Linked DNA regions of Sus scrofa: region 1 is linked to region 2. The links are chromatin contacts, called in public HiChIP or PLAC-seq maps. All regions are on one chromosome and are shown on one strand. The core of a region is the stretch at or near the end of the contact, and the rest is flanking DNA. Distances in the headings are between cores, read along the strand shown. Region 1 holds the start of DDX21 (nucleolar RNA helicase 2). Region 2 holds the start of PBLD (phenazine biosynthesis-like domain-containing protein).

Region 1 (3,284 bases), core at 575-3,074, 550 kb after region 2:
GAATTGTCTTTCCACAAATCTTGACACGCTTATGAGTTTTAATAGCTCTTATTTACTGTGCTGTATGTGCCAGGTACTGCTGCACTCTTTTGATTCGTTTTATATATATATATATATATTATTATTATTATTTATTTATTTTTGTCTTTTCTAGGGCCATACCCACGGCATATGGAGGTTCCTAGGCTAGGGGTCTAATCGGAGCTGTAGCCCCTGGCCTGTGCCACAGCCACAACAATGCAGATCCCAGCTGCCTTGACCTGCATCACAGCCCATGACAACACCAGATTCTTAACCCACTAGGCGAGGCCAAGGATCGAACCCGAAACCTTATGGTTCCTAGTCGGATTCATTAACCACTGAGCCATAATGGGAGCTCTTTTGTGTGTCTGTGTGTGTCCATTATATTAATTTTGCCAGCTCCATTATGCATGAGAAACTCGGGTTCAGATTAAGAAACATATCCAAAAATCAGAGCAAGATGATGAAGGTTTACAAGGCCAGGGAAGATTTCACATGCACGCGCGCGCGCACACACACACACACCCCCAACCCACCCCATTTTTTGCTGCACCTGTTGGCATGTGGAAGTTCCTGGGCCAGGGATGGAATCCAAGACTCAGCTGTAATCTGCAGTCTATGCCACATGTGACAACACCAGATCCTTAACCCACTGTGCCTGCTGGGGGATCTAAACTGCAACTCCACAGAGACATGCTGGACAGTTAACTTAATGTGCCACTGTGGGAACTCCTCAACCGATTTTTTTTTTTTTTTTTTTTCCCTTTTGAGGGCCGCTCCTGCGGCATATGGAGGTTCCCAGGCTAGGGGTCCAATCGGAGCTGTAGCCACCGGCCTACACCAGAGACACAGCAACACAGGATCCGAGCCGCGTCTGCGACCTGCACCACAGCTCACGGCCACGCCAGATCCTTAACCCACTGAGCAAGGCCAGGGATCGAACCTGAGACCTCATGGTTCCTAGTCAGATTCGTTAACCACTGAGCCACAACAGGAACTCCCTCAACCGATTTTTTAAAATGATTTCATGATGAATTGGCTCCCAGTTCTTTGTCTCACTAGTTCTTCACAGGAAGTTTAGCGATACTGTCACAGATTATTCAATATACCACTTTTCCTCAACTGCTTGAATTCGTATAGTGTCCACATTATGCAAGACTGAGAGCCCCTGTATTTTCTAATAGAGGTCCACGTGGTTTGGGGATCCTTTCTTCAGGCCCCAAGGCCGGTTCAGTTGCCTGTCTGTGCCTTCAAAACAACTGACACTCGTCTATTTCCACCCAGCCTATAAAACGTCTTGAAGGCAAGGCTTCTGTGCTGAATCCTAGCCTTGTTTCTCATACCTGACATGGTGAATGCTCAGGGGGAGGTACGGTGAGTGCACGCAGTAATGACCAGACCTGACAGAACTCCAGTTACTATCGAGGCCAGTGAGTCTGGGCGTCTCCTTTCAAGTGTGACGTTTCCACAGGATAACCAAGAATATACGTCCTGCGCATCTGCTCGTGAAAGGAGCTTGCCAAGGCTAGCAATCTAAAATAAAGCACTGAAAAGGCGCCACTCAAAAACAGCTAAAAATCTTCCAATATCAGGCCGAGGCTAGCGAAAATCTCGCCAGTGTTTTAACGACAATAAAGCCAACCTTTGCGGTTCCTTCCGTTTACCCTTCTGAGGGTGGCTTCTAGTTCAGGCACTGTAAACACTCAACTCACACCAGCCGGCGTGAGCTGCAGCTGCTTTGGAACCACATGTGCCGCCGCCTCCCTGGGGAACTTCCGCTTCCGCAGGATGAACTCTGCTACAGGAAGTGACGGGAGCTGGGTGGGCTAAAAAGGTTGGGCTCTCTCTTCCTCTCCACGCGGTTGACGAGATCGGTCGGCCTACCCAGCAGGTGCAGAGTGATGCCGGGGAAACTTCGTAGTGACGCGGATTTGGAGTCAGAAACCGCCACGGCAAAAGTGGAGATGCCGCGAAAGCAAAATGAGAAGGTACCACCGAGGGCCGAGGGACCTGGGGCAAGGCAGGACAAGGGGCTCTGAGATGAGGGGCCTGGGCTGGCGGCGCGAGGCGCGGACCCGACTTGGCCGGTGATCGGCGTGGGTTTCGGCCAAGGGGCGCGGGAGAGTGGTCGGTGCTCTCCGCGGGCGGTGGGCGCACTGCCCGGAGGTCCGGTGGGGGGGGCGATCGCAGCTGGAGAGCCGGCCGGGTGTCCCACGTGGTCTCTGAGTCTGGGCGCTCCGCACCGGGTGAGCAAAGTAGAACGGTCACGGTTAGGCCCCCACGTTTTGGCCCAGACTGATATCTCCCGGCGTGAGTGTGCGCGGAGGGAATTGTAGGTAGGGCTTTAAAGCTTTCAGCGGGGCTGGCCAGCCCATAAGGCCATCCGCACACGTGGGCGGCGTCCGCAGTGACATTTTTTTACCATAGTAGGGAGGTACTACTTGTTTTCCGGGAAGCGGCCCTTAGAAGATAAGTTCAGTCCCTCTTAATATTTTTAGCCATATTTTCCTTGGAAATGTAAAGACATGTATTGATGCTTAACTGCACACCGTGTGCAATTACCTCGATAGCTGCCTCCCGCTCTTACTTCCTTAGATAGCGATTTAACCTGTGACTGAGTCTCTGCTCTGAGATAAGGTCACTGAGAGCAAAGATTGTCCCTGAACTTGTATACGACTTAAAATTTTCTCTCCTTGCTGTTTCTGGGTCTTTTTGATGGGGAATTTCTACAAAAACAATGTTTTGGTGTTGTAGGAAGCCGAGGTAGCGCAGACTTGTGCTCACAGGTGGGGAGGAAGTGGTCCTGGTTTACCTGCCTTGCAACTTGTTAAATTATGGGATGCTGAAATTAGAAGGGACATGACCATACTCTATTGCTTTCCAAAGGAGACCACCGGAATTGGAAATCCAGCCTCGTTTGATGGAAGCAAGGGATGAAAGAAATAAAGCTTTGAGATGGAGGAGACCAGATTATTTTTCAGCTGTCTGAAGGATGGGTCGTGTGGGAGAGATTAAGGACAGAGGCTAGGCCTGAAATTGCAGGGAGGCAGGTTTCAGCTCAGTGTAAAGTCTCACTTCTGGAGTTGACCTGGGGCTCTGCTAGAGAGGTTTTAATAGAGGCTAAAACACCTTTCCAGTTGTTTTCAGTAATACAAAGTTTTCAAAAATATGAGAAGTTGGAGAGGGTCAGACATTTCAAGCAGGAGCCATTGTCTGGTTTGGTTCTGAGATTTCACTCATTCCGTTTTCTTGTAACATGTGCT
Region 2 (3,085 bases), core at 531-3,030:
AACCCAAATAGGGGCCTGGTGGACATTACTGTATCTTCCCAGCCGGAAAACACTACTATTTTTACTGCATAACGCAAACATGGTGGACAAGAAAAGCCCTCCCCGCATTTGGCTGCCGAACCACGTGGCTCCCTTTCCACGCAGGTGACGCGGGGTGAGGGCGGAGCCTTACAGAATTTGCTCTCGCTGGGAAAAAGCGGACTTCTCCAAAACTCGACTCCAGGATTCTTGCAACACAAACAGGAAGGAATACTTTCGCCACTTCACATCTCCCCGCGAAAGCAGAAAGGTGGCTTTGAGAATTTGAAGGTTTTAGGGTAAGCAAGAAAAGCGGAGTTACTGACCCTCCACCTTCCCCCGACCCCAACAACCAGGCCTTCCACCAACGCGCAAGCGCACTTCTTGCCTTCCGCGCCAAGGCGGGACCGACTCTCTTGCCTCGCGAGAGCGGGGCCGGTGGGTCTTCCTCGCTCTCGCTCCACCCCCTCCTTCTCTCTCGCGCTCTCCCATCCCCCCAAGCCAGTCGCTCTGCTGCGCAGCTCCCTCAGCGGTTGCCACCGCCGGAGACGGTTGGAAGAACCGTTGTGGGAGCGCTACACGAGGCAGGCGACTTCTCCTTCTCCACGACCGGGCCCCGCAAGCAGCGGAGTCGGCGCTACTGTCGCTCGACAGGGTATCTGAAGTAAAAGGGGGTAGGTTGGGATGGTGGTTTCGAGAGTGGAGTCGGGAGAAGGACGAAAGAGAAACTGGGAGGGGGTGGGGCGGGGCGAAGTGTGGAGGTCGCCGCTCGGAGGTGGCCAGGCTGCGCCCCCCCGGGCGATCTCTCACTTCGGGGGCGGCCTGCCGGGCGGGGGGGGGACTTACTCAGGGGGGATTTAGTGGACGAAGCCGAGGCCCGAAGTGGGGCTCATCACGCATTTCCCGTCTTTTCCCTGCTGGTTTGGCTTCCGCCATTTTGGGTACGGTGGCGCGGCCACCTGGGCTTCCCGCCCTTCTCCTCTCTTTCTGCTTCTTGCCCCTTAGCTTCCGAAAACTGATTTAGGAGTCCGGGGAGGGGGGCGGTGGTTAGAGCGCCTCGGAAGGGATGTGGGTGGGGAAGGAAGCGAGCTGGGAAAGGCTGGGCACTTGGGTGGGGGGAGGCTCAGGGCCTTCGGGCGCGCTCCGGTTGGAAATGGCGCCGGATGGGCCTGGCCTCCCACCGCGGCCTCCCTTCCTCCGCAGTCTCAGCTGGGCTACCTGGGCTGGCGGGACTGCGAGTGACTTCTGACGCAGATTCCCAAGATGAGAGAGGCTGGAGCTGGGGGAGGAAAGCCAATGGCGACGAAGGCGCTCAACTCCCAAACCCGGGACAAAGGAGGCAGACGGCCTCCTTTGTAATTCCGCCGCCGGGTGGCGAAGGTTTTTAAGCCAAGCTTTGCTGCCGAACGGGAAGGGGGGGAAGGGGCGTACTCTCCCTAGCTCTCTGGTCTCTAGGGCAGCTAGATAAAACGAAAAGCCTCCGGGGAGGAATAAAGGACGCTTAGCCGGCCCTTATATTCCAGGTTTGGAGCTTCGAAAAGAGTACGTACTCATTTTCCAAAGGGTTTTTTCCACTTAAACCGTATTGGGAGACTTTATGGGTAATTGTAAGCAGAAAAGCGGGTGACTTACCGAATAGGAATGTGCAGTGGGGCTTATTTCAAGCAGGTGAACCAAGATACGACTTTCTGAACCTTTGGGCGGGGGCGGGATGGTTTAGCAATGGTTTTGTGTAGTTTGGCGAATACTGTGTTAGAATTTAAGTAGGTGGTTTACTTTTGGGAAACAGTTGTTAAAAAACAACCAGTGATGGAAAAAATGTGTGTATAGGAATTGCGTTATCGGCTTTCACCAATCTCCAAGATTTTTATTTTGTGCAAAGATTGTTTTGGCATTAAGGCTGTGGAAATAAAATACTTCAAAATACAGTTAGGGTTTATTTTCTTTCGGTAGCTAAGCGAATTTTCTATTTGGCTTAGGACTATAGTAACATTTTGGCGAAGAAAATAACCCTACTCAACAGAAAAACAAACTGCAAGCCCAGTCATGTGGTGCTGTGATTTTTTTTTTTTTTTTTTCGGTCCTTAGAACATTGGAGAACTGGGTCTGTAATTTTCACTGAAAACTGTGCAAAGTAAAGGACAGGCAAGGCATGAGACTTCCAATAATGCATATGAATCTTTACAAGTGTGTTTATTTTTTCATCTTTAAAAATGAAAAAGATCTTCATGATGTTGAAGATGTTCTGTGTTTCTATGCACTTGTAAAGACATATAGCCCAGTTTCTTATAAAGTCTTGTGTGGTGTAACAGCTTCCCTGATTGGATTACCCTAGAAACCTTTTTTCCTGCCCTTCATCTGCATCATGATTTGGAAATGCATCTAAATTGCTTTTTATATTTTAAACAACTGTGTAGTTTTGGTATTCTTACTTTGTTAAACAAGTGATTGAACTGCAGTGGGTGGTAACTTTGTTCTAGAAAAGAAATCCGTTTAGACACCTCACCTCCAAGTAGTAGTGTGTGAGTCTATTTTTATTTAAAATTGAGCAAGCACAATGAAAAGGGAATGATTTCCATTTTATTTAAGCATTTCATCACCACTTCTGACCAAAATTTTGAAGTTACCTCTCATTTTTTAATTTTCTGGCCAAACCTGTGCCACAGCTGTGACACCACAGGATCCTTCTTAACCTGCTGACCAAGGAACTTTTTTAGAAGCATGGTTTAGGGTTGTTTATTAATGTATCAAACCCTTTATGTTATAAAGGAATTTTATCTCATTTGGCTTCTAAGATGTTTTTTCTTAACAGCTTTGAGATACAGTTCACAGATCGTTAACTTCATCCATTTAAAATCATACAGTAGTGGTCTTCTGTGACTGGTTTCTTTCACTTAGCCTAATGTTTAGGAAATTACATTAAAAATTTCATACAGAACTGACAAACTGTGTATTTCAGCTGCTGGTGTTTTGATTGATGCTAACACTAGAAATTTTTAAAGCAGAATTGCTGTGACACTTGTAAAGAAAGGTTGAGAAGGATTATCCTGAATAATTGGTAAACACT

What was found. HiChIP or PLAC-seq counts read pairs in DNA pulled down with a chosen protein or histone mark.
Region 1: an H3K27ac HiChIP or PLAC-seq map of alveolar macrophages shows a contact between it and region 2. The contact joins the promoter of DDX21 here to the promoter of PBLD in region 2. A contact is called at or near these places in 2 of 5 promoter capture datasets (fetal skeletal muscle and liver) and 2 of 2 datasets of contacts at active chromatin or transcription factors (alveolar macrophages and skeletal muscle).

Annotation. Positions count from the first base shown.
Region 1 is chr14:72,038,161-72,041,444 of Sscrofa11.1, forward strand. It overlaps DDX21 (nucleolar RNA helicase 2), which reads left to right and starts at 1,825. Exons shown (of 15, transcript XM_005657387.3): 1 at 1,825-2,009. The coding sequence starts at 1,923. LOC106508089 (a long non-coding RNA gene) reads right to left here and starts at 1,793. Exons shown (of 3, transcript XR_001304647.2): 1 at 1,365-1,793.
Region 2 is chr14:71,485,762-71,488,846 of Sscrofa11.1, forward strand. It overlaps PBLD (phenazine biosynthesis-like domain-containing protein), which reads right to left and starts at 1,781. Exons shown (of 10, transcript XM_021073523.1): 1 at 1,651-1,781. HNRNPH3 (heterogeneous nuclear ribonucleoprotein H3 (2H9)) reads left to right here and starts at 534. Exons shown (of 10, transcript NM_001243555.1): 1 at 534-692.